Linked DNA regions of Mus musculus: all the other regions are linked to region 6. The links are chromatin contacts, called in public ChIA-PET, Micro-C and promoter capture Hi-C maps. All regions are on one chromosome and are shown on one strand. The core of a region is the stretch at or near the end of the contact, and the rest is flanking DNA. Distances in the headings are between cores, read along the strand shown.

The links. Promoter capture Hi-C pulls out the DNA fragments that hold promoters and counts their contacts. Hi-C and Micro-C count contacts between places; a contact is called where the count stands out from the background. ChIA-PET counts read pairs in DNA pulled down with a chosen protein or histone mark. Capture Hi-C pulls out chosen DNA fragments and counts their contacts.
Region 1: a promoter capture Hi-C map of embryonic stem cells shows a contact between it and region 6. The contact joins the promoter of Kifbp here to the promoter of Slc25a16 in region 6. A contact is called at or near these places in 11 of 39 promoter capture datasets (the 3T3-L1 cell line, cranial neural crest, embryonic stem cells and 7 more), 1 of 484 Hi-C or Micro-C datasets (embryonic stem cells), 3 of 115 datasets of contacts at active chromatin or transcription factors (astrocytes, embryonic limb bud and memory CD8 T cells) and 1 of 9 other capture datasets (liver).
Region 2: a contact with region 6 is called in a promoter capture Hi-C map of embryonic stem cells. The contact joins the promoter of Ddx21 here to the promoter of Slc25a16 in region 6. A contact is called at or near these places in 13 of 39 promoter capture datasets (the 3T3-L1 cell line, cranial neural crest, embryonic stem cells and 9 more), 4 of 115 datasets of contacts at active chromatin or transcription factors (astrocytes, effector CD8 T cells, embryonic limb bud and 1 more) and 1 of 9 other capture datasets (liver).
Region 3: a Micro-C map of embryonic stem cells shows a contact between it and region 6, with 2.5 times the contacts expected there. The contact joins the promoter of Ddx50 here to the promoter of Slc25a16 in region 6. A contact is called at or near these places in 1 of 39 promoter capture datasets (erythroid cells), 4 of 484 Hi-C or Micro-C datasets (CD4 T cells, embryonic stem cells and muscle stem cells), 5 of 115 datasets of contacts at active chromatin or transcription factors (bone marrow-derived macrophages, cardiomyocytes, effector CD8 T cells and 2 more) and 2 of 9 other capture datasets (adipose tissue and pancreatic islet).
Region 4: a contact with region 6 is called in a promoter capture Hi-C map of liver. The contact joins the promoter of Dnajc12 here to the promoter of Slc25a16 in region 6. A contact is called at or near these places in 13 of 39 promoter capture datasets (the 3T3-L1 cell line, 3T3-L1-derived adipocytes, the C10 cell line and 9 more), 6 of 484 Hi-C or Micro-C datasets (B cells, CD4 T cells, CD8 T cells and 3 more), 3 of 115 datasets of contacts at active chromatin or transcription factors (double positive thymocytes, memory CD8 T cells and thymic regulatory T cells) and 2 of 9 other capture datasets (adipose tissue and liver).
Region 5: a contact with region 6 is called in a promoter capture Hi-C map of pre-B cells. The contact joins the promoter of Sirt1 here to the promoter of Slc25a16 in region 6. A contact is called at or near these places in 7 of 39 promoter capture datasets (the C10 cell line, cranial neural crest, hippocampal neurons and 3 more), 1 of 484 Hi-C or Micro-C datasets (CD4 T cells), 3 of 115 datasets of contacts at active chromatin or transcription factors (bone marrow-derived macrophages, large pre-B cells and memory CD8 T cells) and 3 of 9 other capture datasets (adipose tissue, liver and pancreatic islet).
Region 7: a contact with region 6 is called in an RNA polymerase II ChIA-PET map of memory CD8 T cells, with 6 read pairs. The contact joins the promoter of Srgn here to the promoter of Slc25a16 in region 6. A contact is called at or near these places in 2 of 39 promoter capture datasets (cranial neural crest and maxillary cranial neural crest) and 2 of 115 datasets of contacts at active chromatin or transcription factors (embryonic stem cells and memory CD8 T cells).

What each region holds. Positions count from the first base shown.
Region 1 is chr10:62,577,086-62,580,367 of GRCm38.p6, forward strand. It overlaps Kifbp (kinesin family binding protein), which reads right to left and starts at 1,372. Exons shown (of 7, transcript NM_028197.2): 1 at 879-1,372. The coding sequence starts at 1,292. It overlaps Ddx21 (DExD box helicase 21), which reads right to left. Exons shown (of 15, transcript NM_019553.2): 15 at 3,162-3,282.
Region 2 is chr10:62,600,551-62,603,670 of GRCm38.p6, forward strand. Ddx21 (DExD box helicase 21) reads right to left here and starts at 1,748. Exons shown (of 15, transcript NM_019553.2): 1 at 1,578-1,748. The coding sequence starts at 1,664.
Region 3 is chr10:62,649,450-62,652,606 of GRCm38.p6, forward strand. Ddx50 (DExD box helicase 50) reads right to left here and starts at 1,769. Exons shown (of 15, transcript NM_053183.3): 1 at 1,576-1,769. The coding sequence starts at 1,662.
Region 4 is chr10:63,384,818-63,388,145 of GRCm38.p6, forward strand. Dnajc12 (DnaJ heat shock protein family (Hsp40) member C12) reads left to right here and starts at 1,746. Exons shown (of 5, transcript NM_013888.3): 1 at 1,746-1,958. The coding sequence starts at 1,881.
Region 5 is chr10:63,337,104-63,340,354 of GRCm38.p6, forward strand. Sirt1 (sirtuin 1) reads right to left here and starts at 1,932. Exons shown (of 9, transcript NM_019812.3): 1 at 1,462-1,932. The coding sequence starts at 1,867. RefSeq lists a promoter at 1,868-2,496.
Region 6 is chr10:62,919,169-62,922,255 of GRCm38.p6, forward strand. Slc25a16 (solute carrier family 25 (mitochondrial carrier, Graves disease autoantigen), member 16) reads left to right here and starts at 1,465. Exons shown (of 9, transcript NM_175194.2): 1 at 1,465-1,713. The coding sequence starts at 1,584.
Region 7 is chr10:62,505,994-62,509,336 of GRCm38.p6, forward strand. Srgn (serglycin) reads right to left here and starts at 1,764. Exons shown (of 3, transcript NM_011157.3): 1 at 1,649-1,764. The coding sequence starts at 1,721. Gm51804 (a long non-coding RNA gene) reads left to right here and starts at 1,811. Exons shown (of 3, transcript XR_003949006.1): 1 at 1,811-1,961; 2 at 2,081-2,294.

The sequences.
Region 1 (3,282 bases), core at 122-2,621, 340 kb before region 6:
AATGCTGTACCACTGAGCTACACCCAAGGGCCTGGAAAACTCTACCCACTATTTGAATTTTGAAATGTTATGTTCTCCAGAGCAGAAAGTCGCACTTGCTGCTTATAAAAATGTAAAGGATGGAAGGTGAGATCAGTTTGGACCAGATAGAGTTAGTCCAAACAAGAGTTCCGATAACCTCAGCAGGGAGGCTGAGGTGGGGGGATCATGGGTTAAAGGCAGCCTGGGCTACAAGACTCTGAAAGGAAAAGGGGGAGGGGGTCCTAGCACTCAGGAGGTGAAGACAGTCGAAGTTAAGCATTGCAGACACAAATGGATGTCTAAACACAAACAAAAAATAAAAAGTTATTAAAAGGTTGTCGAGACAGTTTAAGGAAAAGGTACGAATTCCTTGCTGAGCAAACAAGATGAATGTGGTAAAGAATAAAGTTTTAAGATTTTGGCCATTAACAACAACAACATTTAAGATTGGATCATTCTTGCGATCCCTTGTCCTGTTCATTCCATTCGAATCCCGTTGGATTATTTCTTCACAGAATGAAACTAAGCTTGTCATTGGGTTGGGAGGCGCTGATTCGGACGCTTAGGTTTTCTGCCCAGGATTACGGAAAGTAGCAAGTGAGGCTGGAGTAGGCGGCGAGAACTCAGAGGGAGTTGGTAGGCAGATGGAGGGTAGGTGTTATGACAAATTAAAAGGGACTAAACTTCGCTATGAAACCCAGGCTAGCCAAGAACCCAAAGCAATCCTCCTGCCGCAGCCTCCCTAGTACTGGAATTTCAGGCCGGGTGTTGTGCAATGCTGGGGACTGAACCAACTGAGAGACGTGCGCAGCCAGGAGGAGCGTTTTGGATGCAGAACTCCCGCCTCAGCATCTCACCTGCGCCTGGATGTAGAGAGACACACAGCCGAGCGACAGGCGGTAGGGGCGCAGCAACGACAGGCACCTGACCAGATGCTCCTCGCCGGCAGACAGTTCCTCCGTGTCGATGTGGTTCACACCAAGGTGGAACTCGACCACCGCGAGGCGCAGCGCCCGCTGCGCTCCGGGGCCCTCAGCCTCCCGGGGCTCACCCGCGCCCAAGGCCTGGTCGCCCGGCCCATCGTCAGCAGCCGGCTCGTCCTCGTCCTCGGGCGCCGGGCCCAGCAGCGCGCGCACCTCCTCCAACAGCGCGCGCGCGCCGTACTTGGACTTGTACGGCTCCTTCTCCGGGTTCTTGTGCAGCTCCACCCGCGACAGGGCCAGCGCTGCCTGGAACTTCTCGCGGATCTCTGGCCCCGGAGCGTTCGCCATCGCGGCCTGAGCTGACGGCCGCCTCCCCGTCCGTGGACCAGCAGCCACTGGAGGCCTCCGCGTTGCGACACTTCATTTACGACGTGTCGTGACTGTGGAGCGCCGACCAATGAAGTCGGTAGAGGGGAGCGCTAGACGCTCGGCAGCAGCCAATGGGAGGATGTTCTGGTCGCCACAACAGCCGTCGTCAAGGAAACGAAGCTGTCAGGGAATACAGAGCCTTCCGCTGCTACCCTTGAGCAGTATGGCTTCTCCTGCTTCATCCCAAAATGTAGTTTATACAAAAATGTTCAGAATCAGAATGATTCTTAGGGGTAAGGTACTAGCCTATCGTAAAGTCAATCCCTAGCTTAAATGAAATTTAACACTAACATCTTTCGATAACTGCTCAAGTTCATAGGCAAGAATCTTTCACCACTAATGTATTACGCTATCACAGTTAAAAATTATAGTTGTAGGAAACTACAACCCAGGTACCCAGGTCTCAGGGATCAAATTCAGATCCTCAGGCTCAGCCTCCGCAGCCTTTACTTACTAGAGCCACCTCACACCACCACCGCCCAGTCCCTGAAAATTCTATAAAGGCTCTGAGCTAGGCATGGTGCCAATTATCTGCAGGCTGACACAGGGGCCAGTGTTGATATGTATTGTAATGCTAAATTCTGTAGCCTATGATTAAATTCTCATGCTTACCAGCTTTTGTTGTACAAACTTTATTCCTTAATTTAAAACTTAATTTGGTTAAATAAAAATGGCTACAGCTAGCCGGGCGTGGTGGCGCACGCCTTTAATCCCAGCACTCGGGAGGCAGAGGCAGGCGGATTTCTGAGTTCGAGGCCAGCCTGGTCTACAAAGTGAGCTCCAGGACAGCCAGGGCTATACAGAGAAACCCTGTCTCGAAAAACCAAAAAAAAAAAAAAAAAAAAAAAATGGCTACAGCTGCCGGGCGTGGTGGCACACGCTTTTAATCCCAGCACTGGGGAGGCAGAAGCAGGCGGATTTCTGAGTACAAGGCTAGCCTGGTCTACAAAGTTCAGGACAGCCAGGGCTACACAGAAATCCTGTCTCGAAATAACAAAAACAAACAACAAAGGCTACAGCTAATAACTGCAGGGATCAGAGGTAGGTGGGTTTCCTTGTTGAGCATTGGAGAGAGTAGAACAAGAGCCAGGAGAGATGGACCATGAGCACACGGCAGGAGAAACAGCAATTACTTGGGGGAACACTGCTGGGAAAGAAGCCAGGTCAGCAGTTGGAAAAATAGATTAGAGATTATCCCCCAGTAATTGTCAAAGCCAAATAAAATAACCATAGTGTGAGTCTCACTTATTTGTAAGCTGGTCAGGGATAAGCTCAGAATTGGTTGTGCTACAAGTCTACATAGTTCCAAGACAGCCAGAGATACACAGTGAGATCTGTCTTGAAAACATTTATTAAATGTAAAATTATTTTAAGTCTTAAAATGTATGTACATACATATTGAAAGGTAAACATAGGATGTTAGGGGAAGAGAGCAATTCACAAAACTTGAATGGATGATTCAAGAAATGAACCTGTAGAAAATGGCCCACTGAAGGGCTGGGGGGATGGCAGTGACTGCTCTTCCAAGAGGTCCTGAGTTCAAACCCCAGCAACCACACGGTGGCTCACAACCATCTGTAATGGGGGATCCGATGCCCTCTTCTGGTGTGTCTGAAGACAGTGAAGGTATGTTAACATAGGATTGCGTTCATTTTTATGACAATTTAGCCAAGGCTAACTCCCCGTTATAACCTGATCTGCTTTAATGCAGTATACACAAAAGGCAAGCCAAGCTACTAGATTTACAGACCTAGCAGTCACTGCTATAAAATAAAAGCCACCAAGAACTAAATATAAAGCATCGGTATCTTTATTATGGCATAATGCAGTACTTTATACAGCAATTCATTTTAATGTAAAAACATTTTATGTACAGTTTCAGGAAAACATACATAGACAGCTGGAACAT
Region 2 (3,120 bases), core at 498-2,997, 320 kb before region 6:
ATGGTGGCTCACAACCATCTGTAACAAGATCTGACTCCCTCTTCTGGTGTGTCTGAAGAGAGCTACAGTGTACTTACTATAATAATAAATAAAATCTTTAAAAAAAAAAAAAGATTAAAAAAAAAGAAAAACTGTCTGTGGGTGGAGGGTAGGGTGAGTGAGAGTGGGGAAAATAAGTGATAAAGGCACCCACCCAACATTGACCTCAAACTTCTGTAACCCCAGGGGCAAGCATACCCATCCATCCATACATACATACATACACACACACACAGTATCAGTGAGCAAGCACTGTCCAAAAGGTAACTATGAAGGAAGGAAAGAAAGAAAAGAAAGAGAGAGAGAGAGAGAGCGAGCAAGCAAACTTTGGGTGTCCTCATAACAGCAACAACAGGTTTCTTTTCCCTCCAAAATTTCTATATGGTAAAACACTCAAGAAATGTGTACTTCAATGTGGATTCTCGTAGACACTATATGAAACAAAACTACCAAAAAAATTCATATATCATTTGCGTCTGTGAAACTTTATTTGGACTTTATTTAAATGTGCAACTTTTCATATGGAAAATTTGTACCGATTATTAGCCACCTACTAGATAGACTCTAGTAGTGTTCCAGGCAGTAAAGACTAAATCATAATGGACTAAATTCTCAAATCATGGCCTAAGGTAGCGATTCTCAACTTTTCAAATAGTTCATATTGTAGTGACCCCCAACCAGAAAATTATCCCGTTGTTACTTTAATTTTTGCTACCGTTATGAATCATAATATAAACATCTGCAGATTATCTGTCAGGCTGAGAACCGCTGGGCTAAGGGCTAGAGCTACAGTGGGACAGCACCTGCCAACACGTGAGCTGCCCAAGGTTTGGTCCTGGTACCACAAAAACCATCTTAAAAATACTGTATCGTGGACAATCTCTCCGCCCCATGAACATGTTATCTACTACATATATGAAAAACAGTAAGTCGAGTTCGGAATATAAACGCGTAGCTAGGTCCCTCCCTCCTGACTTCAGCATCAGGCAGCTGAACACGCGGATGTGAACGCTGTGCGCCCAGTGATTTCCACCTAATTCAAATACTACTGCTGCTCCTTTAAAAGGCTCCTACCTTCAAAGTCAACAGAGACAGCAAAAAAAAAACTCAATTAAGTCGTACAACATAGGAGTTCCGGGATAATTTCCGAACCCTCCTACTTTGATAGATACTGTCACAAGTTTAATATTTTTATGCAAGGAATTAAGAAGAGACAAGGCGATTTAACAGTGCTCACACAGATCCTTCTATATAATAGGGTGATCACTTAGCCAACCACGTTTTCTGTTTTGGGTTTTCTTTTTTTTTTCTTTTCTTTTCTTTTTTAAAGAGGGAACTGTGTCTGTGTGTCACAGCAGATGCCGACCATGTGCGCAAGTTTCAGACTTTGCCGTCTTCGGCTCTGGTCCGCACTGTGACGCGATCGGCAATCCCTTCCGCACTCCCAAGCCTGACCAGCCGACACGGCGTGTCAGAGGGCCGGCCACGAGCTCCCGGCCCGGCCCAGTTCGGGGACACCCCCCTCCCCCCAGGCTCACCTTCTCGCTTGGCTTCGGCAGCGTCTCCATGCTCTCCTCGGCCCCGTCTGAGCCCAACTTGGCCCCACTGCGGAGTTTTCCCGGCATTATTCAGCAGCAGCTTCTCAGGCCTACCGGCTTCCTCAACCGCGTGCTAGGAGAGAGGGCGACAGAGAAAGCGGACCGCCCCTCAGCCGGGCCTATTCGTCACTTCCGCAGCGGAGTGCATCCGGCGGAAGTAGCGTGTACCGGCAAGGCTGCGGTTCGCGCGGCTTTGGGTGAGACCCGTGTGTGCGGCGTGGAGGTGCTCTGCGCGGTCTAACGACAGCGGGATCGCCACGGCTAGACTTGGAGAACGGCCTTGAATCTTACCCTGCTGCCTCCGCTTGCCGAGTCTGGGATTACCAGCTGGCAACATTTTCCCATGAAAAGCTGCGATGTGTACGCTACCTGTGGAAAACGGCTGGGTGGTGACAGATAAACCCAGGTGCTTTGGTGAGCACCGGAATTCAGGGACCGGCGAGATACCACAGTTCTGGTGACCTGAATTTGTGATCCCTGGAAAACAGAACCAGCTGTGCAGTTTTATCGTGCACGCGCTCAGTGGCACCCAGGACACGCATATGCGTGCTGCACAATATGAACAATTTAAAAGAACCAGAATAGGCAGGGCATATGGGGTGCACGCCGCTAATCTCAGCACCCAGGAGCCAGAGGTAGATGGATCTCTATCGAGTCCAGCGTGGTGCACATAGTTCAAGGCTAGCCCGACACATGATGAGATTGTCTCAACAGCTCTCTCCCCGACCCCAAGTAACAACAAAAAATACCCACAATTCACAAGTCTGGCCCTTTATTCATGTGTGCACTTTATAAACTTCCGGGTATTCTTGTATGACGGACAGGGTTCGTTTTTTTGTGTTTTGTTTTTCGAGACAGGGTTTCTCTGTGTAGCCCTGGCTATCCTGGAACTCACTTTGTAGATCAGGCTGGCCTCGAACTCAGAAATCCGCCTGCCTCTGCTTCCAGAGTGGACAGACAGGATTCTAATAACATCCAAGCCCTGCTTGTCCTCAAGCACTACAGACCAAAGTTTCTCAAGGGGGTCGACACTCCGTTGGGGTTCAACGACCCTTTTACCAGTGGTCATATATCAAATATTTACATTAAGATTCAATAGCAAAATTACAGTTTTGAAGTAGCAATTTTTTTTTTCAGAGCTGAGGACTGAACCCAGAGCCTTGCGCTTGCTAGGCAAACGCTCTACAGCTGAGCTAAATCCTCAACAACTAAAATTAATTCATTTTATGGTTGGGGATCACCACAACGTAAGAGGCATTAAAGGGCTACAGCATTAGGAAGACTGAGAACCACTGTTATAGACTAATGTAAGAGATGGACAGTTATCACTGGGTTTGAGGGCACACTCAGCCCCTTGACAGGGCCTTGAGACTAGGAATGGATTCCCAAAGATGCCTAAGTTGGAGAGTTTACTACTACCATTGGATAAGGGAAAGAGGCCAATTGAATGATCAGTGACAATGCTCGTTTTGAGTCAGGCTTT
Region 3 (3,157 bases), core at 519-3,018, 270 kb before region 6:
TATATATATATATATATATATATATATATATATATATATATATAAGCTAACTTTACAAGGAGCACATAAAACTGCCAATCACAAGATAACAGTAGAACAAGCCTTCGAAGGCAAATGAGGTAATGTTTTTATCTCATACTATACAAGTATGGTTAGAAAGAAACATTACCTAGACCATGTCAGAAGCAGGATTTAGGTATGCAAGGTTATTCAAGACAAACTAAATTAAATATAAAACTAAAATAACGGCTTGAGGTTACATTTATAGTCTACCCTAGAAGCCTACAGTAGTAAAATTCAAAGGGGCAAAGAGCTTTGGCTTGGGAAGATGAAAAGGTTCTAGAGATCACGGTGGTCGTGACAGCACAATTCTATTATAATGACATCAAGTCACACGCTTAAAATGGTATAAAAAAAATAAACCTTGAGCCATGGTCGAATTTAAACCCCAGCACTGAAAAATGGAACTCTCAAATGTAAATTCCAAATTTAGTACGTTCTACAAAAACAGAAAAACGAGAGTTGGGAATAGAGCTCAACGCTGGGCATTTGTCGGGCATAGTGGTGGCCTCACTTCAATGCCCACTGGGAAGGTGACATAAAAGGGTGGCTAGAATTTAAAATTTACCTTCGTGGTAGGTCCTAGGGGGTGTTTCCTCATCTCTAGCACTCTACAGAGTAAATATTTTATCAAGTGTCATCTTTCCCACAGTCATTTTCATCCTCATTCAGCTTTCTTTCTCCAGGTCAAATGTCTCCAGTAAAAATTTTACCTCTGCATTTTTTCTTAACACCATAAGATCCTCTATTTTTCGGGTTCTTTCTTTCTTTCTTTCTTTCTTTCTTTCTTTCTTTCTTTCTTAATGTCTTGGACGGAGGTGGGGATAGAACCTCTACAGGCTCCTGGTGGGCAGGGACTATTCTGCATACTTAATTAGTTTTATCTCCTCGGTCCTCAGCTAAGAGTCTGGCACGATTAGCCTCAATAAAAACCACAGTGGATTGAAAATACTGACAGTAAGGGCTATTCGTAATACAACCCCCACGAACTCCATCACAGCCAACCCCTGGCAAGCCTGGCTTTGACACTGTTCCTTAAGCCTCTATTACCCAATCATGGAGGATTGTAACCCCCTAGGATAGCTTTTCCCGAGACTGCTGCAGACACGACACCGCGACCGGGAGGCAACACATAGGCAAAGCCATCATCATCTCTGTCTCAACTCTTCGAAGGCCCCGGAAAACCAAATGAAGGGACTCGCCGCCTAAGAAAGGGAACACGAGCAGATTCCACGGCGATGGGAGCTCAAGTCTGCCCATCTCTCGGGAGAGATCCGGGCGCAGAGGCCGACGTGGGGCTGAAGTACCACGGAAGCCGGGCCGTTCTCCTCCAGGTCCGGGAGTGCGGCGATGGGGAATGGTCCCTGGGACCTCGGAGGGCTGAGCTCGGCGAAGGGGAAGCTGTCCCTCGGAAACTCGCCCCCGGTCCTGACAGGTCTTTCCCCTTCCTAGACAGCTCCCCTCCCCGCCCAGGCCAGCGCAGCCCGAGGGAGGCGCGGCCCAGCCGCAGCACACCTTTTGCCGCTCCTTCCTCTGGCTCTCGGACTCTTCCAAGGGTGCCTCGAGCTCCATTATGTCTCCCCAGAGGAGTTTCCCGGGCATTACTGGCCGTCGCAACCTCCCGCCCGGCTGCGGTGGCCGCGACCACCTACGGCCACCGAGAGCGTGAAAGGAAGCGGGGGCTGGGCGGCCCCGCCGGCCAGGACCGTGCGTCACTTCCGGGCCACGCACCTCGCGGCGGGAGCAAAGCAAGCCGGAACTCTACAGGAGGAAACTCTCCCAGAGAGTCGCAGCCTCCCTCGGCCAATGAAAACCTGAGTGGCCCCGATGGGCCCGCCCACGGTCTGAAGTGACAGGCTTCTCCAGAGCACGGGCCAATCTCCAGGAAGGACGCTCGCCTCCCCTGGCGCGGCACGCAGAATTCCAAGTGTTCCCCTCCCCCCGCTCGGAACGCCTCCCTTCCCAGCATGCCCTGCAACGCTCGCGCAGCCCCCTCGCAGGCGGCGGGGAGCGAGGGGCTGACGCGCGACGCAGCGGCTCGTGGGCAAGCACGAGCTGAGGCCGGCGGGAGCGCCACGCGCCGTACAGCCATTCGCCGCCGGAAACTGCAGCCCTCCGCCCCGCCCCCGCCCCGCCCCGCCCCCCGCAGTGGGTGGAGCGTTAGCCTGTAACGGTACCTGGGCATTGACGTCGAGGCTTCCCGGGGTCAGCAGAATCTGCAGGGGTCTGAAGCCGAGGGGCCGCCTCAAGGATATTAGCTCCTTATGCAGGCGTTAAGTTATGGCTTCACTTTTAGTTCTCACGTATCCCAGAAGAAACCAAACCCACCCGAGAAGCGAATTTATTTGTCCAAACTCAGTAGCGCTTGTAAGACTTGAAAAGTGATCGGAATCCGCGATGGGCACAGCGCTCTCACAGCTGTAATTTCCCAGAGTTGCAAGGCGAATGCTCGCTCCTATGAAACAGAATAGGGAAAAATCTAAAGGATAAGAAAAGCAAGTCCAATGTGTCTGACAGATGACCTGCTTGTAATACGTACATTTAATCTTAAGGTTCAGGATTAACTGCCTCTGAGGTACAAATTTATATGAAAGATATCAGTGTCAGCGAATTGACTTCTTGGTCTTTATGTATATTCACAAAGATTGGGCTCGATCCCCTGTACCTCACAGACCAGGCAAGCCTACTACCAATTGAACAACAATCCCAGTCCTCAAACCTTGTTTATCATGTTCTCTTTATTCAGTCAATCAGCTATTACATTCCTGAGGGAAGATGACACCAAACCTAGATGTAGGTACAGGGCATTCTTGCAAACTACATAATGTCTAGTGTAGCAGTCTTGTAATCTGAGCCTCAAACACAGGCCTTAAAAAAATTACAGCTACACGTCCTGAGTTCTATGATTAGACTTAAATAACCGGGACCACAATATTTTAAATTTGTGATAGCTTCCAGAATTCTATGAAAATAAGGACTGGCTTAACATCAATGACTTTGTCTGAATGTAGTCTTATGGATTCAGTTTTATAACACCAGGTGTGTTCAAGGAATGATGGTGAAAAAGGCTTTTCCCACAAGTTGGATGAATAGTTAT
Region 4 (3,328 bases), core at 496-2,995, 470 kb after region 6:
ATCTCAGGGTGCCACATGCCTTTAATCCCAGCACTTGGGAAGCAGAGGCAGGAGGGTTTCTGAGTTCGAGGCCAGCCTGGTCTACAGAGTGAGTTCTACAGAGAGTAGCCAGGGCTACACCCCGTCTCGAAGAAACCAAAACCAAAAACAGAATTAATGATCTCTTCTCAGTCTCCTCTCCTTGTCCCTTCCCACTTCCCCTGTTCTCCCTCCCCGTCCCCCTCCCCTCTCTCCTCCCCTTCTCTCCCCTCTCTCCCTTCCCTTCTCCTCCCTTCCCCTCTTCCCCTCCCCTTCCCTTTCTCCTTTCCCTAGGGCCTGGCTGGTGGCAGTCAAAAATGCTGGCCACCGGGCTACATCTACAACCGCCCCAAATTACATGCTATTTTAGACACTTGGAAAAGTATCTTTCTAATTGACCAAATCTTAAAAACTTGCTTCACATTTTCTTCTGTCTCTTAAAAAAATAGGTTAAAAAAAAAACTATCCAAGTAACAGAGGTACAATAAATTAGTAACAGTTTTACACTAAATTGTCAAAACTGACTTCCGATTAGCTAATAGGAAAAAAAAAAATCACCATGTCAATACTCAAACTCCACCGAGGCACATAGGACCTCACAGAGACTGTGAGAGCACACACAGGCCTGTCCGTGTTCAAGCCAGATGAGGTCCCAGCACTGAGAGGGGAAGTAGAGATGGCCTCCCATCCCTAACCAACAAGCCATCTTCAGTTGATATCATCAAGGAAAAAGTAGTTCTCTGTAGCGGGGTCTCACTGGGTATATTAGGCACACTTAAGGGTGGGCTCCGTGCCCAGCAGGAAACGGGTAACACAGAACAAACTCAATGGTATTTTTTAAAAAAGATTTATTTATTTATTATATGTAAGTACACTGTAGCTGTATTCAGACACACCAGAAGAGGGCATCAGATCTCATTATGGATGGTTATGAGCCACCATGTGGTTGCTGACAATGGTATTTTTTAAAGCCTTTTTGTTTTATATTGCATAAAAAAAAATTACTGGCCTTCTGCTGGTATGTTATGGTTTCCCAGTTTGTGTTTTTAATTTTTTTTAAAGATTAATTCATTCATTTTATATATGTGAGTACACTGTAGCTGTCTTCAGACACATCAGAAGAGGGAGGGCATCAGATCCCATTACAGATGGTTGTGAGCCACCATGTGGTTGCTGGGAATTGAACTCAGGACCTTTGGAAGAGTAGTCAGTGCTCTTAACCGCTGAGCCATGTCTCCAGCCCGTGTTTTTAATTTTATAGATTTTGTTTGCATGTGTTTCTTCCATTATTTTTCTCTAAATTCTTTTATTTTAGTTTTTAAAATTTGTTTTCTAACGAGAGAAGGGGGAAAAAAAAAGGCGAGATGTTGGGTGAGTGAAGGAGAGGGGAGGATCTGGGAGGAGTTGGGACCGGGGAACCATAATCAGAATATATATTGTATGAAACAAATTTTTTCAATGAAAGCAAAAAGTAAAGAGCAAACCAAACCAAACCAAAACAACATCAACGACAAACAATAGCATCACCAGCAGCAGCAGCAGCAGCAGCAGCAGCAGCAGCAGCAGCAGCAGCAGCAGCAGCAGCAACAACAACAACAACAACAACAACAACAACAACAAAACACAACAGCAACAAAAAACCCAACAGCAACAACAAACCCCAAACTACAGATCCCAGCAGCCCCGCATGGCAGGCTCGATCCTGGGCAAACAGCCAATGAGAAGCTGTGTTTGCAAAGGGCTGGCTTGACGTCTGGGTGCTCGCTGGTTTGGAAAGTCCTGCTGAAATGTAAAGAGCTTTGCTGTCGCCCCGGAGCTCACAGTGTCGGTGGCGTCGGAGAGGACTGACTCATCCGCTGTAAATGGACGCGATACTGAACTACAGGCCGGAGGGCAGCGAGGACTACTACGCCTTGCTGGGATGCGATGAGCTCTCCTCGGTAAGCAGGGTTGCAGGTTCTCACCAGGTCGCCTTTGAGATCAGCCACGTCTCCTGGAACTCCAACCTCGTACCATTTGGAAGGAGTTTCGGCTCGGAGAAAGTGAAGGATTAAAATGCTTGCTGGTTAATTTGAGGAAAGGACTCCGAACTTCAAAGTATTAGCTGGGAGAGGGACCACATACAGTTTTTATTTATTTAGAGCAGCGGTTCTCAACCTGTGGGTTGCTACGGACTTGGGGTCGCATATCAGATATCCTGCACATCAAATATTTTTAATTACAATTCATAAACGCAGCAAAATTACAGTTATGAAGTAGCAACGAAATAATTTTATGGTTGGGGGTTACCGCAACGTGAGGAACTGTACTAAAGAGTCGCAGCATTAGGAAGGTTGAGAGCCACTGCCTAAGTAAAGGCTGCGATTTAGAGCTCAGGAGGCGGGGCCCCCTGTCTGTAGTCTCCTCGTTCAGAGAAAGTCTCATGGATTTTATAGTACCATTATAACCTCAAATGGTATTAAATACCATTATAATTTCAAATCAAATCAAGTTAGATGTCATATCTGGTGGGAGATTTTTCTTTTAAAGAAAGTAATGCTTCCCTTAGACATCATATACTTGAGACAAATGTGTTATTCTTTTTTTTTTCGAGACAGGGTTTGTCTGTATAGCCCTGGCTGTTCTGGAACTCACTTTATAGACCAGGCTGGCCTCGAACTCAGGAATCCGCCTGCCTCTGCCTCCCGAGTGCTGGGATTAAAGGCGTGAGCCACCACGCCCAGCCAAATGTGTTATTCTTTTAAAGACTTATTATTTTTGTTTTATGTGCATGCATGCATGCCTGTATGTATATATGTATGTGCATTTGGGTTCTATTTGGCTGAGTAGGGATACTTACTCTGTCATATAGCCTGCATTACTTTTTTGTTTGTTTTGTTTTGTTTTTGTTTTTGAGACAGAGTTGGCTTGGAACTCACCATCTCAGCATGTAGATCAAGTTGGCCATGGTTCACAGACATAACTTGCCTCTGCCTCATAGGTGATGGGATTAAAGGCATGTGCCACCATGCTTAGCCACAAAGCCAATTTTTTTTTAAACATCGATAGTTATAATTAGTTTAAAGAAATATCCTACTACACATACATTTTTATTTAAAAATTATGTTTTATTCGTTGAACCTTTGTATGTTGGGTTGGACCAGATCTTTGGTTCAAGAGTCACTTAAGACACCAAGATGGATGACCTGTGTACTGTAATTCTAAGGGCCGATCCCCCAAATAAAACAAACAAAACCAACCCCCCAAAACTATGCTTACTGCAGTCCCTTTTGCATGACAGTTCCTTAGTTCTTACTCTGAATTAAGCCTT
Region 5 (3,251 bases), core at 682-3,181, 420 kb after region 6:
AGAGATCAAAAGGCTGCGGCTCAGACAATCCCCAGCTGGGCCCTGCGGTCCACACCTGCAATCCCAGGTACTTTGAGGCCCGTTTGGCCTGTATGGTGAGACACACACAGGTTCTTGAGACAAAAACAAAAAACCAGAAAGGCACAGAAGCACACACATCTGTAACTCCAGCACCTGGAAGGCACAGACATTGGAAACCAGCCTGACATATATAAAATAGTGAGTTCCGGACCAGCCTGGGCTAAACAGGGACCCTACCTCAAAAAATCCAAAATGAAGACACACACACACACACACAAATAAAATCTGTGTAGCCCTACAAAAGCAGCTCAGGGTTCCATGCCCAGGACAAAGAAATACAACTTCATGAAATGCATCAAATAGAAATTACTTCTAAATATCACTGAGATAAAAATCAATCCCTGGCTGTGTTCTCACTGCCCCAACCAGAGAAAGTCTCTTTCCGTAGCCCTTTCAAGTAGCAATCTACCTGCTTCAGCCACTGGGTGTTAGTAAATGTATGATTTAAAGAACACGAAGCATACTTTATGCGACTTGTTTCCCCTTTAATACCTGACATCAAGGGTCATTTCCTATTTCAGTCCCTAACACGTTTTGTTGTTTTTTAATTCATGGCACCATTATACGAGCCACAAACATCTACAAGGGCACTGACAGACTCTGATAAATTCTGTACAAAGCTTTTCAGGAAGACGATAAGTGGCATTATTACAAAAACAAAACAAAAAAGTAACCCAAACGTTTGGCGTCAATAGGGCAAAACCAAGCAGGTTTGTTTCAGGTTTGTTAATCTAAAAATGTTGCGAGCATGATTTTGAAAGGAAAAGAAAACTTACGAAAGTACAGTACAACTATAACTCCTCTATATCGAAGTGATAAATGCAATCGCAGAAAAGCAACATTTTTAGGAATAGCCATTTCCTTACATTTTTTAGACTGTGTCTCAAGAAATAGCTTTGGTGTATTAAAATTTCTAACTTCAAAAAAAGACATAGGTCTATCCAAAAAAGAAAAAAAAAAAAAAAAGCAACACAGGTGTCAGTTTGCAAAACGAAATCGCATGTCGATCCACGGGACAGCCCCAAAGTCGCAAAGCAAAGTGTGCAGTGAGGAAAACTATAACTTCACTAAAGGCGCATCGGGAGGGAAACCAAACCGAGGGAGGGAAAACTTCACTCTAACGCCAAACTGCGAGAACCGCGGTCCCGGCGACTGCGCGCAGCAGCGCAAGGCGGCCCAGGCGAGCGGCGAGTCCGCGCGCGGCTCCGCAGCAGGGCCGGCGAGCTCGGCGGCGCGCGGCCGAGCCAGGGCCGAGCTGCGCCGCTGCCGCCGCCGCCGCCGCGGAGCCCGCGGAGCTCTCGGGGCCCTGGGCAACCTGGGACCGGGTCACAGGCGGGGACGCGGAGGGACGCGGCTGCGCGGCAGCGCGCGCGGACTCACCTCGGTAGCCGATCGCTGCCGCCGCCGCTGCCGCCGCCGCCTCGTCCTCCTCCTCGCCCTCGTCGTCGTCGAAGTCGTCAGCCGCCCTCGGCTCCCGCCGCAGGCCGGACCCATTGTCTCCGTCCCCGGCCACGGCCGTCGCCGGGGCCTCCCGCTCCGCGCTCGCCGCCGCCCCTGCCGCCTCCCGCCACAGCGCCGCCGGGGCCGCGGCGCTCGCCGCCTCACACCCCGCGGCCGCCGGCGCCACTGCTGCGCTCGGCTCGCCCGGGCTGCGCCCGAGGCCAGGCCCGTCTCGGCGGGGCCTCTTGCGGAGCGGCTCGTCCGCCGGCTGCGACGCGGCCTCCATGGCGGCCGCCGCGGAAGGGGAGCCGGCGGCCTGAAGGGCGAGCGCCACCTCGTCCGCCATCTTCCAACTGCCTCTCTGGCCCTCCGCCCTCGCCTCCTCTGCTCCGCTCGACGCGCGGCACTGGCGCCCCCGCGGCTCGGCTGCGGGAGATTTAAACCCCGTCACGTGACCCGCCCCTCCCCGCCCCCGCGCCTCTCCCGCCACCCACGCGGGCCGGACCACAACACGCCGGGTCACGTGGCCGGGCGCCGCCCGCGGCCTGGGCCCTTCCCGGCCCCACCCAGGGCGGCTCGGCTCCCCTCAGCGGCCTCTGGCGCCTCCCGCCCGCCCGACCCGTTCGCTCGCTCGCTCGCTCGCTCGCTTGCTCGTCCGGGATCGCCGCGGTGGTTCAAGTTTGCGATGGCGCCGCCACTTCCCACCTGGGCCTCACGCGTGCACCTTGCCTGCCTGCGCCTCTTCGCCTCAAGTCGGCTTTTACCTCAGGGGCTCTGGAGAGCCCAACCTGGCCGACGCCGGCCTTCCTGAGGAGAACTCCTCCACCTGCCTTGCCCTTGCTCTGTGACAGCTCTTCCTCAGGTTACCCCTGTGGTCTCTCCTCAGGAAGTTTGCGCTCTCTCCCAATCTCCCTTCTCAAGTGCAATGGAATGCCCAAGCCAGCCCTCGGGGCCTGTTGCCCTCCTGGAAAGATCTGGCGATTGAGGACCCGCCCTATCTGCTCTCTGGACCCACCAGGTCCTCTGTACCTCGCTTTAGTCTTTGGTAAAATTCATCTCTTGGGGCAGCAAGAGAGAGGACAGAAGGGAGAGTGGTTGGTTCTCCACAAACTTCTGTGTTAAGAGTCAGATTGGGCCTGGGCTCTTGTGACTTGGGCGATTGACTGAACCTTTTCTAAGCCCAGTTTTTAATCATCTCTAAAATGACAGGGCCAGGACCGAAAGAGACTGTAGCTCAGTTGTAAAGTCACGCTTGCCAGACAACCCCGAAGCCCTAGAGAGAGGGAGGAAGGAGGGTAAGTTGAAGGTAATCTCCAACTACTTAGGAAGTTCAAAAAAGGCCTGGAATACATAAGACCTCGTCTCAAAAACGAAATTTAAAACGATAGACCATGAGAAATCAGCTAGTCAGGTTTAAAGTAAATGACATTAGTTTTAAAATCCTAGGCAGTTGATGGTGGCACAGGCCTTTAATCCCAGCAAGCTGGAGGAGACAGGAGGAGGTTCACTAGGACAGCCAAGGCTACACAAAGAAACCCTGTCTCGAAAAAATAATCTTACTTCTAGAATTGTAGAAATGGCTCTGTAGTTAACAGCACTTGTTGCTCCTGCAGAGGCCCTAGGTTTGACTCCCATCATCCACATGACAGCTCATACCTTCAGATCTGACACCTGCTTTTGGTAAACACAGACATGTATGGAGCCAAAAGACCCAAACACATAAAAATCCT
Region 6 (3,087 bases), core at 215-2,714:
ACACAGAGAGAACAACCGAGACAGAGAGAGAGAGATACAGAGGAAGGGGGGAAGAGAGACACAGATAAAGATCACCCCAGGAGTGGTGGTGAAATCCTCCTGTACTCTTAGCACATGCAGGGTTGAGGCAGAAGTATCTCAGGCTAGAGACCAGGCTGGGCCATATTTAGTATTTAGTCCTAGGTCACAGATGTGAGGGTGATGCAGTTGCACCATCTGTCACTCCACTGATTACCAAGTTGACCTGCTGTCTTTTTATTTATTTATTTATTTATTTTTGTTTTTCGAGACAGGGTTTCTCTGTGTAGCCCTGGATGTCCTGGAACTCACTCTGTAGACCAGGCTGGCCTCGAACTCAGAAATTCGCCTGCCTCTGCCTCCCAAGTGCTGGGATTAAAGGCGTGGACCACCACGCCTGGCGACCTGCTTGTCTATGTGAGTGTCTCCTCCCCTCTTCCCACTCCATGTACATGGCTTCCAGAACTACATGCCTGTTTGGACAAAGATGACCTTCCCCTAAGAGAGAAGGACACCATCTTTGATAAAGGGTGTGGGAATAGATGTGTCACCCTGCTAGAATCTCCAAACAAGCCAAGCCTCCATAGCCGGTCCCGAGAAAGGCAGGGAGAGAGGAAGAAAAAGAAAAGAAGGAGAAATAAAAGAGAAAGAGTTTGTGAAGACAGCAGGTTAAAGAATTTATCGTGTGTGAGATCAGAAGATGGGAGTGGATCAGAAAGACAGGGAAGGCTGAGCTGCTTGTGTTAATGCCAGAGGCACCATACACACCACACACACACACACACACACACACACACACACACACACGCGCGCGCGCGCGCGCGAATCAAACCCAGGTATTCTACAAGAACAAGAGTGCTTTTAACCGCTGAGCCATCTCTATGGCTCTCAACATTTATTATAGTGTGTGCGCGTGTGGGCGCGCGTGCTGCCAAGTTGCATGTATGGAGGTCTAAGAATAATTTGTGGGAATCGACTGTCTCCTTCAACTAGGCCGGGTCTGGAGACAACTCAGGTCGGCCAGCCTAGTGACAAGTGCCTTCAGCCGTTGAGCCAGCTAGCTTGTCTAGCATTTTCTTTTGACACAGTATCTTTCTCTCTGCAGCCTGGGCTAGTCGGGAACTCACTAAGTTACCCATGCTGGTCTTGGTCTGGAGGTGATGCCCCTGCTTCAGAGTCCTGAGTGCTGGGATGACAGGCATGAGCTTCACTACATAGCTCAAGCGGGTCTTGATCTCCATGGTCAGGAGTCATCAGGTTCGCTCGTGCTGAGACTGCAAGCCTGAATTTACTGGTCTGGCTCAAGAGGCTCGCAAACCTTCAGCAGGAAACCCGGGACCCTGAGTGTCGCAGACCCCCTGGGTGACGCCCACTTCCGCCTTGCTCTCTTGGACGGGTCCCAGCGGCGGCTGCGTGCGTCATCATTCCTCGCCGCCGCGCGCCATGGGCATCATCTGGCCCCGCCCGCGCGGCGGCTGGGCTCCTGTCAGAGCCGGCTCCAGCCATGGTGCTGCCCAGTGTTTTGTAAGTTGGCAGCGGAGGCTCGGGACGTGGCGCAGGTCCCGATGGCGGCCCTGGTGGCTGCGGCGGCCCTGGCGGCGGCCGAGCCTGCACCCGCGGTGCCGCAGGCGGCTGGGAGCGGGGGCCCGACCTCACGCCGAGACTTCTACTGGCTGCGTTCCTTCTTGGCCGGAGGTCAGTATCCGCCGCCCGGACCCCGGGGCTGGGTGTTGAAGCCGGTCCGCGGGCCGATCAGACAGTCCCGAGCTTCTCCTGCTGCAGCACCCAGCCGGGCCTTCACGTCAGCCCCTGCAGCCGGGGCTAATCCCTCCGCTGAACCAAGCACCTATTTCTTAAGGTTGAAAACAGGATCCTTTAGGTGGGACATGGTGGGGACCACCCCTTTCTGTTACAAACAACACGTGTGACAGTGTAGGATTGGGTTTTGCTGTTTGCTTGAAAGGAAAATAAGTTTTGGAGGTGGAGGCCAGCTTGGGCTCGCGTCCCCTTCGCGTGAGTGTGCGCGCGCGTGCGGATAATGATTTGAGAATATTTAATGTATTCCCCCCCGCCCCCCCACCTCAAGAGCCTTATGTAGTTGACGCTGGCTTTGAACTCCCGATTCTCCTGCCTCTGCATCCCAAGTGCTGGAATTACAGGCACATGTCGCACAGTCCGTCTCTAGAGGCTAACTTTGAAAAATAGACTAGGATATGAGCTGGACATGGTGGAATGTGCCTTAAATCGCAGCACCAGGCAGATGCAAAGGTCGGCAGATCTTGAGTTTGAGGTCAACCAGGTCTTCATAGCAAGTTCTGGGCAAGCAAGGAATACAAAGTGATACCCTGTCTCAAAAACAAAATAAAATGACTAAGGATATTGTGCAAAATTGCCTACAACCGCCCAGCGGTGGTGGTGGTGCACGCCTTTAATCCCAGCACTTGGGAGGCAAGCAGATTTCTGAGTTCGAGGCCAGCCTGGTCTGAGTGAGTTCAGGACAGCCAGGGCTACACAGAGAAACCCTGTCTCGAAAAAAAAAAAAAAATCAAAAAACAAAAACCAAACAGTTGGAGAAGCAGGCCCGCAGACCTTGTCATGCGATAGAAGATAGATGGAGGTGATAGCAAAGATCCCTGGCTTTGTTGTTTTGGTTAATCTTGTAGATAGATGATGGTAAACTGATGGACAAAAGTGGGAGGGGCTTGAGAAGAACAACAAATCTGTAGTCCATGCTGTAGACCAGTCTGGTCTATAGAGTGAGTTCCTGGACAGCCAGGGCTACACAAAGAAACCCTGTCTCGGAAAATCAAAAAACAAAAAAAGAAAACTGCCTACAACCAAAACTGGTTCCAGGAATCGTGGTAAACAAGCTTGTAACTGCTTGAAAAGAAGCACTGTGCTTTGTGCTTACTCTACCAGATGGCTTGCATGTGCCAGGGTTCCTCTCCCTTTCAGTAAGCAGGTGTTTGTAAGTTTGTATCTCTTAACCTCTCCCTCCCCACAATGATTGATTATTTGAGTTGTCATCAGGTAATTATTTATGTGGTTTTTCTTTTCTTTTTTTTTTTT
Region 7 (3,343 bases), core at 514-3,013, 410 kb before region 6:
GGCTCGTGATGAAATAGACAAGGTTTTGTTTTTAGTCTAGTTTGATGTTTCTGGGAACTTTTGCAACTGAAAGGCTTACATGCACGCCTCTGGTAGAGAGACACCCAGAGCCAGGTGTCACAAATGCGGAATTCACAGCTGTCCATCTTGCCAGAGCACGTGGCTACCGGGGACTATTTCATGAAGCCAAAGGTTTTTCCCTGAAAGATCCGCATGAACTTGAATTCTGAGTCAAAGGGAAAAGTGTGGCTCTAGCTGTGTAGCAGAGCCCCGGACATGCATGAGGCCCTGGGTGTAGGCGCCAATATCACAAAGCTACATAAATAGAAGTGAGCCTTAGCAAGGTCACTTCCTGTTTTCCGATGACGACGTTAGCATAGCCCCATGAAAATAAGTTTCTAAACTTCCACTATGCAAGGAATTTCTGAAGTAACCTGTGAGATGTCATTTCGACCGGAAGTAAGAACGCTACAGCTAGGAGTCACTTCGAAGAAACTCCAGGACACGTATGTCGCTGTGACTCAACATTTCCTTTATGTTTTTCAACCATAAACTCGGCAACTTATTTATCAGGCCATGACCTTCTGCCTCATTTAGACATAGTTCCCTAAATATTAAGGCGAATAAAGTGTGCTTCTTTGTAGTTGTTGTTTGTTTGTTTGTTCTACAAACATTCCATCTTCTTAGAAAAAGTTTGAGGTTGAGTCAGCATGACTGAACAGCTGTAAAAGACAGTCAAATTTACAGACAGGTTTTCAAACGAAAACCTGTTTTCTGGACGAGAGCACAAATGCTAACACTCCTCAGGCTGTTTCTAAAATATTGTTTTAGAGTTAGCATTTTGCCTAGCCAAAATTGAATGTTTGGTAAGAGCCGAGCTTAAGAAGAAAGTAAAAATAGCTACATTTACCCCAATTAAAAAAAAAAAAAAAAAAAAAGCCGGGCAGTGGTGGCGCACACCTTTAATCCCAGCACTTGGGAAACAGAGGCAGGTGGATTTCGGAGTTCGAGGCCAGCCTGGTCTACAGAGTGAGTTCCAGGACAGCCAGGGCTACACAGAGAAACCCTGTCTCAGAAAATCACACACACACAAAAGCCTCTTTCATTGTTAAAATAACAGCGCCATCAGATTCCGTTCTTTGGAACCCAGCATGGAGACATACACCTGTTATCCCAGCACTCGGGAAGTAGAAGTTCCAGGTCCTCTTCAGCTGTATAGCAAGTTGAAGACCATCTTACGCTACATGAGACCTTATATCAAAATGGAGTTCATGCAGACAACTCAGTGATAGGATGCTATTCTAGAAAATTCCATGATGCCACCATCTCAGTAGATCAGTTGGGTAATTTTCCATTTATTTCTTGAATGCTTTAAATGAATAAACCACACATCTTTACCCAAAAAAATAAGAACACTTTTCAGTCATCCTGACAGGTTTTAAGGCCACCACTTACCTTAGAGTTTAATTAATTATTATTATTTTTTAGACCAAACTCAAGTAAACTCACACGAGGTTGTTGAGGCACCTGAAATCCTTCCTTACCTCCCCTCCCACAATAGGACACCCTGCACCTTCAGATGAAGACAATTACTTGTGCATATGCTGATGCCTTCAGAGCAGAGAATTAAAGATCCTGGGTCTCTTACCTTGCACTGAAGATCCCCAAACCAGGACGAAGGCGAGAGCCAGGACAAGCCTGCTGCCGACGGGAACCTGCATCCTGACCAGCTCGGCTCCACTCAGCCTCTGGATTAGCAAATGTAGCAGGGTGCTCTTTCTGTCCCTTTTAGAAAGAGGTTCCAAAACCTCAGACCCTGCCCAAGAACACACGTCACAGTTTCCTGAACAAATAGAAAGAGATCCACATCAACACCCAGAAAGAAGAAGAAAGTTGAAAAAAACAACAACTGTTCATACCCATGATGAAACTCCACCGGACTCCCCCTAGGCGTTTGCTGTGTGGTTATTATTTTTTCTTTTTCCAAAAAGCTCTGCCATCTGTCATTTGCATGTTTAAAAAAAAAGTTTTCCCCATCAAAAAGTCGAATCAGCACTTTCTTCCCCCTCCCTTCCTTCAGGTAACAATCTAAACAGACAGGAGGACTCAGCTGTTCCAGAACTGAGCTCGGCTCATCCACAGCGCACATCAAAGAGAAGCTGGGCGCGCACAGAGTCAGGCACAAGCAGGGAACATTCCGAGCCGAGCTGGGTTCTCAGCCCCCAGGATGAGCGGTCTCCGTTAACGTCCAGAGTCTGCTAGAATTCCTGGCTTTCCCTCTAGCTCACAAACAGGTGAGGAATATATATATATATAAAATCAGCTGCTCCCCAGGGATTGAGACCATGCATGTTTGCATCTTTTTTTCCTGTTTTTTTTTGTTTGTTTGTTTGTTTACTTCGAAAAAAAATTTTTCTTTCTGGTCTTGAGTAAGGCAAAAATCAGGAACAAGGAGGGCAGGTCCCCCCCTCAGAGGGCCGTGGAATGTGAAAACAGAGACACAGATGCTGCCGTTCATAAAGGACTAGCCGTTCCCTGGCCTCGAAGATTGCGGGGCTTTGGGGGTGCGGGTGCGGGAATGGCCACTCTGTGCTAGCCTCACAGTAAGGGTGGTTTTACGCTGTATCTGTAGCGAGACAGCTTTCTCTGCCTTTGCTCTGAGGGCTCAACCATTCTCCACTTCAGGGTGTCCGTTCCTCGGCTGCTCAGATGCCTGCCCCTTGGCCATCCTTTGATGGGTGGGAGGAGTTTCCTTCCCCTTGTTCTGGGCTTCCTGCTGATTCCTTAAGGTTTCCTGATAAGGACAGACTTTAGAATCTCATAGCTCAGGAGCCCTGATAGAGAAAATGAAGCCCTCCTTAGAAACTTCTCCTCAGAAGCCCCCTCAGAGCCTGGAAACCCTCAACTGTAGCAACCGAGGCGCACAGAGACCCAGCGCACACCGTGTGGAGTTTTAGTATCTGTTGGGATTTCTCTCCTCTGCCTTTGGTCCCTTTTCATGATAAGCTTCAATTAAAGCCCTGATAACAAAACGAAAGATCATGTTAACAGCTTCAGGAAGTTTCTCACGACACCTTCAAGGCAATTAGAAGTAGAGATGGATAATTTAGTCACCTTCACACAACCTACAATCACGTGGGAAGGGAGTCTCAGGGACGGAGATAGCCCGGATCAGGATGGCTATGGACAGGCCTAAGGGGGATTGTCTTGGTTATTTGGTGTGGGAAGATCCAGCCCATAGTAGGCAGCGTGATGCCCTCCCTGGTTTAGGGATCCGGATGGCAGCAAGCTGAGAGAAAACCAGCAATCATTTGTTCCTCTCTGCTTTGGATTGTGCAATCAG